Linked DNA regions of Sus scrofa: region 2 is linked to region 1. A link is a contact called in public Hi-C data. All regions are on one chromosome and are shown on one strand. The core of a region is the stretch at or near the end of the contact, and the rest is flanking DNA. Distances in the headings are between cores, read along the strand shown.

Region 1 (6,610 bases), core at 1,156-3,655:
GGATTCTCTGAAAAGCCAGTTTTCTCTCCTTTCTAATAGCTTTCATTGTACTAGTGCTCATTGTGATGCTTAAACACAACCACATACATGCATTTACTTAGATGAAGCTATAGGTAATCACATTTTATAGCTGCCATCAGTTTCAGGTAGTGGTTTAATCACTCTCTTAATTAAGACCATGATGACAGGGATAAACTTAAAGGTATAGAAGTTGGACGGCAGGGATGCTGAAGAAAATTCCCAGTGTTATCGGGGTGGGTGGATTTCAATCCCCAAGTTTCAGACTTTGAAATGTATTCTCTAAACTGACCCCCCTGGCCTTGAAGGGATAATTACTACTTGTTGGTTTTTATAGCATTAGAAATGGTGCTTCTGGAGTTCCTGTCGTGGCGCAGTGGTTAATGAATCCGACTAGCAACCATGAGGTTGCGTGTTCAGTCCCTGCCCTTGCTCAGTGGGTTAACAGCCATGAGCTGTGGTGCAGGTTGCAGACGCGGCTCGGATCCCGCGTTGCTGTGGCTCTGCCCTGGCGTAGGCCGGTGGCTACAGCTCCAATTGGACCCCTAGCCTGGGAACCTCCATATGCCGCGGGAGCGGCCCAAGAAATAGCTAAAAAGAAAAAAAAAAAAAAAAAAAAGAAACGGTGCTTCTTGGAGTTCTCTGCTTGATATTCTCAAACATATTTGCGTTTTGCACCCAAGAGCAAATGATTTTCATCTCCAAAATCATTCAGTCCTTTTTGATTATTAAGATAGGCGATTCATGTGAATCCATGCCTTCAGAGGTATAGGACTCAATCAGGATCCTGCTCCAGTGAAAAAACCTGATTCTTTATGGAAACCCCAGTTTCCTTTGAAAGGTGCCAAGGAGCACTGAATTAATTACAGGAATGTGATGCAGCCTGTCCTTTATTCGTCCAACCACCCCAGGCCAGTGGGGGAAAATAGTTTTGTTTTTACTTTCATCAGTTATTACATGGTGTGAAAGCTTCAGGGCTATTTCTGAAACTTCATTGGTATGTGCCAGAAAAAAACCTTTTTAACAACACACTGTTGAATGGAAGATAGTTTTGAGATGTTAGTTTCTATTTATTGCAGAAAAAAAGATACTTAGTGCCTAAAGGACATAGCTAGCTTAAATAAACTGCCAACATTTGAGAAATAGTAGGGAGTCTGAGGTCCAAAGCTCTAAGACCAATCAGTTAACAAATCTTTATTGAACATATATTTGGCACAAGTTTGCTGAGGAGGTTCAAAAATCTGAGATAACATCCCTTAAATGGCCTCCAGTCAGAGTTCCCACAGTGACACAGAGTTCCCAAGGTGGTTAAGAATCTGTCTGCTGAGGCGCCATTCCACCCCACCCCACGCAAGGCGGCAGATGGATCAGGCCCTGGAGCAGTGGGTTAAAGGATCTGGCTCTGCCACAGCTTCAGGGTAGGTCGCAGCTGCTTCTCGGAATCAATTCCTGGCCGGGGAACTTCCATATGCCAGTAGGTGCGGTTATTAAAAAATAAAAATAAATCACCTAGGGTCTAGTTGGGCAGACAAACCCAAACTCAGGGAGCGATGCAAGTGTTGAATAGTAAAACTAGAGAAATATACGAGTAATTAAACAAGGCGCTGTGTGGCTGAGCTTAGAAAGCAGTGTTACAGGCAATAGACTCTAGTGGTTTTGAATAAAGGGATCATAGTCATCTGAAAAACTCTGGAGAATCTTCTCCAAAGAAGGTACACATTGGGCTGGAATCAAAAACACAGATAAGAATCAGATAATCTTAAAAGGAAGAGAAAAGCAAATGGCAAAACAGTTTTGGAGTGCCCGGTTGTTAAGCATGCGGAGTGGGAGAGGTTAGAAGGGTGGGGAGGGACCAGATAGGTAAATGCTTCATTGGGAACACCTTGCTGAGAGGCTGAAGATTATTCTTGGGGATCCAAGGTCGACGGCAGTGTTTAAAACTAGATTATCAATCAAAGCGTAGGGATGCCCTTTGCTTTTCTCTCTCCTCTCCTTCTGTCCTGTAAAAACAACCAGATTCCACAGGCATTCCCAGCCGTCAGGCAGTAAGGCAGCAATTGCGGCGCTCCAGTGATTCCTGCCCTTAAGTTGTTCCTCCGGGGGTGGGGCCCAGGGAAAGCTGGAGGGAGCTGGGCCGGGCAGGATCAGACCTATCAGCAGGCTTATTCCGGGGTTTGAGAATAACGCTCAGCTGCCCCATTATGCCCCGGGGTTAAAAGAGGTTCCGCAGCGAGTGAAAGGCATTTTCCGGGCGCTCTCCCATTTGGAATGTCTGAGATGGCAACCGGCGGCGGCGCGCCCGCGGAGCACACACAAAAAGTGTTTTCTCACCATATGGTTAGTGTTTACAGGGTTCGTCTAGCTCCCGCTCCCCGAAATGGAAAATTAATAACGTTGAGGAAATGCCAACATGTCACAGGAGGGCTGAAAAAGGAAAGGGCGTAGAGGGGTCCCAGAAAGAGGCGGTTTCCCTGCAGATGGGTCTGCGGAATCTGCGCGGGTCTGCAGCTTCCCAACCCCTGGCGCCCTCGGCCCGCGGGGATGCGGGATCGGGAAGCCCAGGCCCACCCCGCTGTCCTCCCCAGCAGCCAGCAGATGGCTCCAGGGCTTCTCGCCTCTCCTTCGCCCCCTCTCCATGCACCAGGCTTCGGCGGTTCGGGAGGGAGGCTGCTAGGAGGGGCGCCGTGCCCGCCGCCACAGGCCGGCGCCGCGTGCCTCCGGGCTGTGCGCCCCGCGCCGGGGAACGTGTGCCCGGGCGCCGGAGGCCGGCCTGGGACGCTGGCGGAGGTCGGGTCTCGCGAGGTGAGGAGGAAACGCAGGAGGAGGAGAAGGAGGAGGAGGAAAAGAAGGAGGAGGAGCGCCGGAGCTGCCCCCGCCTCGCCGGAGCCCGGCAGGAGCGCGAGGAAACCCTGGTCCCCCGCCCCGCGCCGCTCTCCCCGCCTCTCCCCACGCCTTCCGCTTTCACCTAGGGCCGTAGGTGCGGCGCCGGGACCGGGCGGGAGCTGCCAGTGGCCGGAGCAGTGCCGCCGCCAGCCGGGAGCCACGAGCCGGGAGCCCGAGCCAGCGCCGCAGCGGCCCCGCGCCCGCTCCCAATCCAGCTGGGGTCTCCGTTCCGCCGCCGGGAACTGCAAGGAGGCGTCATGTAGCAGCAACCGTAAACCCACCTTGGATTTTGTAACTCTTTTTTTTTTTTTTTTTTTTTTGTGGGGCTTGGGGACGCGGCAGAATTCTATCTCCGCCCCCGCTTTCTTGCTTATTCCTATTTGCACGCTGCATTTGCCTCTAAGAAATTGAGGGGCTCGGGGGGAGGGCGGGGGGCCGTAAATCAGAGTTGGATCTGCAGCACCCCCCGCACCTAGAGGGCCACCATGACCGAGGAGAGCTCCGAGGTGCCCGGGGAGTTGATAGGTAAGAGTCGCGCGGTTGTTGATTTTCCTTTTGCCGCTGCGCCCCCATCACCTCCACCTCCCTTCCCACCTCTGCCTTCCCGCACGTCCTGCCGAGTCCCGGCGCCCCTGGGGTCCGAGTGGAGTCGGACAGGGTCGCTGGGGGGCGCCGGGAAGTTTGCTCCCATCCAACCGCCGGAAAAGCCGAGTCCGGAGAGGGCCGGCGTGGGGAGGAATGGGGAGCCCCGCGAGCGCACTCCGCGGGTCGGCTCGGAGCCCCCCGGCGCCTCCTCCCGCCGCAACCTTCGGGGGTGGGGGGGGTCTAGGCTGGCGGAAGAAGGGGGCGGGCTGCTGGGTCTGGGGAGTTCTGGAAGCGAGCAGAATCCTTTACTGCGCCCAGCCCAGTGCCCCCAACTCGGGAAGTCTAGGAACGCGCCGCACTGGGAGGCTGGCGAGCGCACAGTAGGTCGCCTCCGGCACGTGCCAGGAATCCCCAGGTCCCCGGAAAATGCCCGGCGGGAGGTGCCCCTCCGATGGAGAGACTTGGGGGAGGGGGCGCTCGTCCGGGGTAATGACTGAGCCTGCCTAGGCGTGGCTTCGACTGGCGAACTGGGAGCGAAAGGGTTACAGGACTGACGCAAACTCGGGCCAGGAAATCAAGGGTTAATGATAAAAGCCTTATTGTAATAATAATTCACCTATCGATTCTGCCTGCGCTGAATCTCTTAGGGAAGCTGTGTGTGGTACCCTCTGCAAGGTGACCCATTGTTTGTGTCCCTTGAGGGTTTTTGTGGGGGAGGAGGAGAGGGTGAATATTTTGTCTTGGGGTTTAACTTATGCGGAGAGTTAAAATGGCAGAGCTCAAGGGAGGTTTGTGGGAAGAGAGTTCTGAAAACCAAGCTGTAAGCTTATGTGTGCATGTGTGTGTGGCAGTTTGTATTGTGAGGAGGTATGCGTGTCTGTGTACGCGCGTGGTTTGAGCCCCAGTGACCTATATTTCGTAGTGTACCATCCTTGGCACACGACACAGCCTAGAGCTCAGAAAGACGATTGGAATCGGTGTTGACCACAAGAGGTAGTTTATCTGCATTTGAGGAGTTTGCCCCTGTGTCTCTTTTTAGGCATCATACTTTGGAGGAGTTTGTGCTTTTCCATTAGTGACTGTTAACTGAGCAGGTGAAACTTGATGTAAAGAAGCTGTTGCTAGACTTGTGTACAAGATAGAAACTTCTGTTTATGTTGAATTAAAAAAAACAAACCCTAACTTTTTAGCAAATGTAGGTTAAAACTTTGCCTCCCCTTCCCCATCATAATCAGCCTTCCCCCATCCCCCAACCCTGCAGCGTCCACTGGGAGTTGAGTGGTCCATCCAGTTCTGGGAGGCTCTCTTTCCCACACCCTACCCGGAAGAGGAAACAGCTCGAAGGCTCTGAAGATGGCTTCAGTGGTCCTGAGAGAATTTAGGGGAGGGTTTGCCTCGCTGACCAGGGGATAAAGTAACTAGAGAAAGTGGCCGATTTTAAAATTGGTTGTTCTTGATCCTGGTACTGAAGGGTTTACCTCATTACTTGGATCCCAGAAAAAGAAGAATGGCATGGAAATAAGGTAGATGGTTGGTATGGATGGTTCTCAAGCAAATCGTTTGGTACATTTTAAAAGTTCAATGTAACCCTCATCTAGAAATGGAATTTCTGAGCTTATTGAGTCATGCCCATCTCACATTATCTTTCAAACAAGGATGCATGTTTTTGTGATAGGCCCAATATGTTTTTTTTTTTTTTTTTTCTGAGTCTTTAAATGGTCTAATTAGCCTGGGCTCAGGGAAATTCCTGTATCTGTTTTTCTCTCTGATTTCAAGTGCTCGCAAGAGTGCCGCTCTCATCAATTCAAAATGACAACCACGTGGAAGCCTCAGTCTAGTCCCTTAAGCTGATTCCCCCAAGGCATTTCAACAGTGTGTTGTGTGTCTCTCTGATTATTAAAGTAACACAGGCTTTTATTTAAACATTTTTACATGCAGAGAAGGAGAGGAATACATGTCACCCATCTTACTGCTCCAAGATAGCTACCTTTAACTGCTTGGTATGTCTTTCTGGTCTTTTTCTATGTGTATTTCTTCAGTCAATTTCAGATGCTCATTTCTCACAGTTCTTTTTTAGGGGAGGGAGGAGTAGCCTGTACCTGTTCTGAGTTCTGATAAGATAGGAGCTTCATAGAGAACACTGGTTGCAGTCAGCTCCCCCAGGTCTCCTCAAATTCCACCCCCCCCACTTTTTCCTCATTGCTCGCCCCCGGACAGACTGTACTTGCTCGTGTCCCCTTGCCCTTCTCTCTGCTGGCAGTGTCCTGTCCTCCCCTCCTTTACTCATCTAATCTCAATAGTGCAAAATTTTTTTGTGGTGGGTTTCCAATAAGTATATTTTCATCATCCCCTAATAAACATACATTTATTTGTTCAGCTGCATGCATGCTTCTTTTAGTGTGTATAAGCTAAAACCTAAACCAAAAGGCATTGCAAGTAGAAATTTAAAGTTCTGCTGTTTTTTTTCCCCACACCTCAGTGGATGGTGTGGTAGGTACACCAGGCTTTGGAAACCAGTGGTCTATTTTCTGTTCCTTTAAGCTTCAGCTCGGGGGTCCCCTCCTCCCAGAATCCTTCTCGCATCTCCTTGTCCATGACCTCCTGGTGGCAAGTGGAGTGGCCTGCGTCCATGTCTTCACTAGATTATAAGCTCCTGAAGGAGGCAGGGATCCCCTTGAGCCCAGAACCTGGTAGAGGACTTGACACACAGGCTCTTGCTGTGTATGGGTAGGTGCTGAAACAGCTGAGTAAACCAAAGTGATTGTAACACACAGTTCAGAGCTGCGGGGGTGTGAGAGGCATTTGCCATGTTTTGAAGGAAAATGGAATCTCGGCTGGAGGAGAATAGGGAAAGGGCCACCCAGGAGATAGAGTAAGATACACAGGATCGTGTAAATGGTGGGGACGATACGGGTGATTGGGTCTTTAAAGTGTGTGCTGAGGATTAAGCTGAGAGAATGTGAGGTCGCGAGTGGCATGCTCCAAGCTTTGGGGTCATCCAAAAATGGTTGTGACACAGCCAGAGGGACATAATCATATCTGTGGCTTTGGAGGGGCCCCTTTGATTCTGGGGGTGGAGTGGAGGATGGACAGGATTAAGCTGAGAGTTTGGAGGTCTTGAGAG
Region 2 (6,562 bases), core at 2,924-5,423, 67 kb after region 1:
GCCTTTGCTAAGTGGATTTTGAGGCTATATCCTGTCAGTTTGTTCTTGGATTGTAGATTCCAGAATATTGGAATAAAAAGCTACCACTTGAATTTAAAACGACAGCAACAATAAACAACATAATTGTCCAAAAAGGAAATCCTACGTCTTCCCATATCTCCAGTCTGCTCCCCACCCCCACCCTGCTCGGCCCGTCTTTCCATCTCAGTGAACTTAGGTCAAAACATTGGGAGTCACTCTTGAATTATCTTTCCTCTCACATCCCATCAGCAAATCCAATAGGCTCTGCCTTCAAAATATTTTCAGAATCCGTTTCTTATCACCTGACTGCTATCACCCTGGAGCAGACCACCGTAATTTTTCACTGGGATTAATGGGATGTCCTTCTCACTGGCCTCTCTGCTTCCGGCCTGATCCCCTTTAGTTGGTTATTAGACATGCTTAGATCGTGTCCCCTCCTCTTGCCATCTCTCTCAGAGGAAAACCAAAGTCATTCCTGTGACCTGAAAGCTACTCGCGATCCAGGCACCTGTCACTCTGACTCCACTGCTCACTTTCCCCCATGACTTTCTCCCCTTCATCCTTTGCCTCCTTGAAACACCTGCTTCCACCTCAGAGCTTTTGCGTTTGCGAGAACCCCATTTTATTTCCATGCGGCCACGGCTACCTCACGTCTTTCCTCAAGTGGCACTTGTCCAGTGAGGGCTTTCCTGAGCATCCTTCTTAACTTTCAACACCCCTCTGCTCCTTTCTGTCCCCTTCCTCTACTTCATTATTCCTTAACATTTAGCGTAATCAAACAGGCTGTATTTTATTTACTGATTCACTCCTTGTCTCCTCCCTCCTGCTAGAATAGAAGTTCCACAGAACCAGAGGTCTTTATTCCTTTTTTTTTTTTTTTTTTTTACCCCTCAAGGCTGAAACGCATAGGTTGCTTTATGATAGCGCCTCATAAATATTTGTTAAACAAGAATGACTATTTCTTGCTCTGGGCATTCTTGTGGCTTCAAGTTACTATAAATCTGTTTGCCACAAAGCACTCATAAAACTAATTATTTTATTTCATGTTTTCCATTAAGTATATTTACTATATATGTCACGTTGATTTAAGACCATAATAATAGGAAAGGCAGACAGAATGCAAATGAGAAGAGTTCCTCCAGCTTTTTATACAGGATCATTCCAGTGAGTCGCATTCATGGTTCAGCTCTCTCTATACATTTGGAAATACACTGGCTTATTTATGTGTGTATCCCGCCTTCTTGCAAAAACAAAAAAGATGGAAAGGGGGTGGTTGGAAATGTGATGATGTAAGGGTGTTGTAACCTAACACGCTGTTTCAAACGCTGGCCGATTTGAATAGACTGTACGTTATGTAGGTTAGTAATCTCATTTGCAAGAGGCACTGATCGGTGCCTTTTCTTGTGCAGTTTGCATTATTCCATGCCAAAGCTTTTGCATTTATTACTTCAGTTCTGCCTCTCTTGTTTGGATAAGAATGTCTCTAGTCCTCCGGTTATAAGTTAATTTGTATTCTAAGACCAAAAAGCTGTTGAGTACTTGGCACCTTTCTCAGTTCAAGTCCAATTAATCATAGCTACCGAAATGCAGCCATTTGCTGTCTTAGTAAAAGTTCATTGATCCCGTGCCTCACTGGTTATTGCATATATATACATTATAAAGCAAAGGACAGGACCTGTTCTGGTACATTCTGGATTCGCCCAGTCTATCACAGAGTGAAGATTCAAGGCAATTTGTGTTTTTGTTTACGAGCAAGTTTTCTAAAACATTACATTTTAGAAATTAACATGCTATGAAATTAACATTTTGAGTAGGGTACAGTTCTATGAATTTTGTGTTTTGCTTTTTGGGGCCACCTCTGCAGCATATGGAAGTTCCCAGGAGTTGAATCGGAACTACAGCTGCCGACCTACACCACGCCCACAGCAACGAAGAATCTGAGCCGCATCTTCGACCTACAGCACAGCTCGTGGCAATGCTGGATCCCCCACCCACTGAGTGAGGCCAGGGATCGAACCCGCTTCCTCATAGATACTAGATGGGTTCCCAACCACTGAGCAACAATGGGAACTGCGAGTTTTTTTTTTGTTTTTTCTCACCAACTTTTCATTTTTCCCATAATTAATAGTCATCTTGGTTTTTTGTTTTTTTTTTTTTGTCTTTTTTCTATTTCTTGGGCTGCTCGCGCGGCATATGGAGGTTCCCAGGCTAGGGGTTGAATCGGAGCTGTAGCCACCTGCCTACGCCAGAGCCACAGCAACGCGGGATCTGAGCCGCATCTGCAACCTACACCACAGCTCACGGCAACGCCGGATCGTTAACCCACTGAGCAAGGGCAGGGACCGAACCCGCAACCTCATGGTTCCTAGTCGGATTCGTTAACCACTGCGCCACGATGGGAACTCCTTTTTTTTTTTTTTTAAAGAACATTTTATTTGAAAGTTATTTTAGACTTACGGAAAAGTAACCAAAGTAGATCAGAGTTCCCACGTACCTTTCGGCAGCTTTCTCTAACTTTACAACTTAAAGGTAGTCAATTTATCAAAGCCAAGAAATTAACATTGGTACAATACTGTTATCTTAACTACTGACTTCAATTAGATTTTTATCAGTTTTTCTACTAATGTCCTTTAATTCCAGGATCCAGCCCAGGGTACAGGAAGTAGGTCAAAGTTAATGCTGTAGGGGCGCTGTGAGAATTAGAGGTTTAAGGGGCTGGGTGGCTCTCGGGAGATGTCCTGATTTGGGGGTGATGAGGGCTGGTCCTGTGATTTTTTTTTTTTTTTTTTTCCTTTTGGTCTGTGCCCGAGGTATGTGGAAGTTCCCAGGCCAGCAACTGAACTTGAGCCAGAGCAGCAACCCGAGCCACTGCAGTGACAACACCAGATCCTTAATCTGTGGCACCATAGGGGAACTCAGAGTGTTCCTTTGAGCTGAATTTGGCTCATGCGACGTTGGAATGTGATTTGAATTAGTTGCCAACATTTAATGATTAGGAGGTCTTCCAGAAAAATCTGTAGTTTTGGCGTCTTTTTAAGAAACTGGTAGCTCCTGCTGCCCTGGGTCTGTTCACTGACTGGGACAATTGTGTGGCCCTGAGAGGTGGCCATCCCTTCTTTATGAGCACGTGGATTCCAGCTGATTTCAGATCTTGCCCCTCCTGACACTGCACTGGACTAAACCAGCCCATCATGCTATAGGTGAAGGTGCCCCAGGAGACGAGTGTTGCACTTCGCCTGTCCTTTCTTGCTTTCCGTGCTGCTCTTGGCCTTAGAGCTTGAAGCGTATGGTTTTGGCACCTCTGGAGGGAGCAAAGATGGTGGCAGAAATGTGGTGCAGCATAAATGCTGAGTGCGCCTACGTGCATCTTCACTTGTGTCTGAAAATACCTGAGTTTGCAAACGGGCACTGCCCACCTCCCTCAAAATCTGGTTGGCAGCCACTTTCTGTTTAGCCGTACATGCTTATCTGAAATATTGTAGGAGTTGCAATGAGGGAACACTCAGGTGATAAACATGAAAATCCAACTTTGTGACTTCTCCTGAGAGGTCAGGTGACCAGGCAATGCTACCCACCCCCACCCCTCCCACCGTGGTCTCCTGGCCTGGAATCTAGGGTTCCCCTCAGCCGAGAATGGGCTCAGCTGGTCCCTGCATTCCATTTGTGGGACCCTGTGGGCAGTGTTGGCCTTAGGTTGGAAACTGGGGACGCTCTAGTAGTTTTCCTTAAAAATTTTATTTATTTTCTTTTTAGGATTGCACCAAGTTCCCAGGCTAGGGGTTGAATTAGAGCTTTAGCTGCCAGCCTCCGCAACAGCCCCAGCAACACCAGATCTGAGCCTGTGTCTGTGACCTACACCGCAGCTCATGGCAACGCCAGATCCTTAACCCAGTGAGCAAGGCCAGGGATCGAACTTGAATCCTTACAGATACTAGTCGAGTTCATGACTGCTGGGCCTCAACGGAAACGCCTCTAGTAAGCAGTTTTCTTTCCGTGTTTCTTGACGTAAGTTATTCTTGACCAGGAGTTATTTCAGTAACTCCTCCAAGTTGCTGAGGACAAAGGGAATTTGAGAGAGGGACTTTGTGGTGGTACCAGAGCTTAGGCATGCTGAAAGTTGCTTATCTCATTTTGTCTTCTGTCTCCTCCTCCTGGACACACTGTCAGTTCCTTCCCTTTGGGTGACCTAAGGTTTGCTGATGCTATCAGCACAGAGTTCTGCTCAGGAGTATTTTTGTTAGAACAGCTTGAAGCACAGCGTTTAAAGACCGGAGTGGAAGTGGCAGTGGTGGAATTTCAGGCAGTGTCTGGGTGGGGTCCCTGTAACCTCATCCCAGGCACGTATACATACAGATGCAAGAGAGAGTTCTCTCTTCCGGTCATCAGAGAAACATGAGGCTAATGGGTGAAGGGGTTTTGCACGTATGTGTCACTCTCAGGGTGTGTGTCTGTGTGGCCCAGCTCTGTGGCTGAGTTGATATGGAGCTGCCAAGCCCTTGGCATGTGACAGTTTGAACTGAGTTGTTCTGTGAATGTAAAATACATACTGGATTTCAGACTATGAAAGAAAGAAGGTGAAATGTCTCGGTAATGATTTTTCTATGGATTACATGTTTGAAGGATAACTATTTTGGATTGTTTGGTTAAATAGTTAATTTCCTCCCTCTTTGTTTTTACTTTGAAAAATGTGGCTGCAAGAAACGGTCAACTTGCAGGAGTTCCCACTGTGGCAAAGAGGGTTAAGAACCTGACTGCAGTGGCTCAGGTCACTGTGGAGGTGAGGGTTCCACCCCGTCTGGCGCAGTGGGTTAAGGGATCTGGTGTTGCTGCAGCTAGGGCAGGGGTTTAATCCCTGGCTGGGAATTGATGCTCTGGGTGTGGACTTAAAACGACCCCCCCCCCCCAAAAAAAAACCCCCTGCAGCCACAACTCCTGTTTCTGTTCAATGGAGCAGCTCTAGATTCTGCTGTATTTGACGGCGAAAAAGGGTGAGCAGGAGTTCCCATCATGGCTTAGTGGTTAACGAACCTGACTAGGAACCATGAGGTTGTGGGTTCGATCCCTGCCCTTGCTCAGTGGGTTAAGGATCCAGTGTTGCTGTGAGCTGTGGTGTAGGTCTCAGACTTGGCTCGGATCCGGAGTTGCTGTGGCTGTGGCCGGTGGCTACAGTTATGATTGGACCCCAGCCTGGGAACTTCCATATGCCGCAGGCGCAGCCCTAGAAAAGACAAAAAGACCAAAAAAAAAAAAAAAAAAGAGGTGAGCAGCATATTTTCCAGGCCTTGGTAAAGTCAAGTTCAGAGAACAAATGTGGACAGACTGGGATGGCAAATTGTTTTCATAACTTTTGGCATTAATTAAAGGTGTACTTTGCTGCTCACTGCAGTGTATTTGGTGCATTTAGTTGGATATTACGTTGCATTCTTGCTTGTTTAGTTGCACCTGTGTGTGACCCTGTAGCACAGTGGTTAAGAGCACAGGACTTGGAAGTTGGACAGGTACTAGTTGGAATTGAAGCTTCTCTATTCTGCCCTTGGATCAATTATTTAACCTCCTGAGCTGCAGAGCCCTACCCTGTAAAAAGGGACAATGGTGACCCACCCTATTTTGTGAAAATTAAGGGAAAATGACACGTGTGAAATGCCCAGTGTAATATTGAGGAAGTATTGTTAGTACAATACATGATATTTATTCTTGTTTTAATTACCCCTGGTAGTATGAAAAAAAAAAAAACCCCTAGTTTTATCACTTCTGTGTGCTAGGCGTAGGGCTGCCCCACAAATCAGAAAGACAGCACCCTTTTGCTTACGTGATATGATGGTGGATCTGCAAGAAAACATTTCTAAATGGATTTTTTGTTTGTTCCTTTCATGGCAACATTGTTTATTTTTAAAAATCATAAGTGGATCAGTATTTTTTGTCGAGGCTCAGTATTTATTGAAGCTCAGCAGTGCACTCACGGACAGGTACTCTGTTTTTGTTTGTTTGTTTTTGTCTTTTTAGGGCCGCATCCTTGGCATATGGAGGTTCCCAGGCTAGGGATCGAATCAGAGCTGCACCGCAGATTTGGTGGCCTATACCACAGCCACAGCAACGCAGGATCTGAGCCGCATCTGTGACCTATACCACAGCTCACCATGACACCGGATCCTCAACCCATTGATCGAAGCCAGGGATCAAACCTGCGTCCTCATGGATGCTAATCAGGTTGGTTTCTGCTAGCCAGGAACTCCCAGGTCCTCTGTTTTAGAAAGTAGTGGACACCTTGCATTTTTACTGAAGCTGGCCGCATATGTCGTGGGTAGAATAGAAAGTCATCTTCACATCATTTCCTAAGAGTTCCCAGGGGACTGGACCAGTGAGGATGGGTGGAGAGACCAAAACCATGCCCTGGGGACCTGGTCTCTCCCTTTGTTGGTTGTCCAGTACACACAGGGGTACTTTGTGGTTTTCTGGTTTTTTTTTTTTTTTTTTTTTTTTTTAATGTAAGGCTAAGTTTTCCACATCTTCAAACTGTGCCTTATGGAACTTATTAAACTTA

Evidence for each region. Hi-C and Micro-C count contacts between places; a contact is called where the count stands out from the background.
Region 2: a contact with region 1 is called in a Hi-C map of liver, with 3 times the contacts expected there. The contact joins the enhancer-like site here to the promoter of CARMIL1 in region 1. A contact is called at or near these places in 5 of 47 Hi-C or Micro-C datasets (embryonic fibroblasts, fibroblasts, liver and 2 more) and 1 of 2 datasets of contacts at active chromatin or transcription factors (alveolar macrophages).

What each region holds. Positions count from the first base shown.
Region 1 is chr7:20,034,025-20,040,634 of Sscrofa11.1, forward strand. It overlaps CARMIL1 (F-actin-uncapping protein LRRC16A), which reads left to right and starts at 2,406. Exons shown (of 37, transcript XM_013977486.2): 1 at 2,406-2,820. The coding sequence starts at 2,421.
Region 2 is chr7:20,099,163-20,105,724 of Sscrofa11.1, forward strand. The region is part of intron 2 of CARMIL1 (F-actin-uncapping protein LRRC16A); the gene reads left to right. Among named protein-coding and RNA genes, the nearest start is that of CARMIL1, 66 kb to the left of the region's middle. Within about 2 kb of position 4,174, at least 4 of the 83 cell types and tissues checked have an H3K27ac peak or open chromatin away from gene starts, as enhancers often do. A contact at or near this core is called in liver, where this site is marked.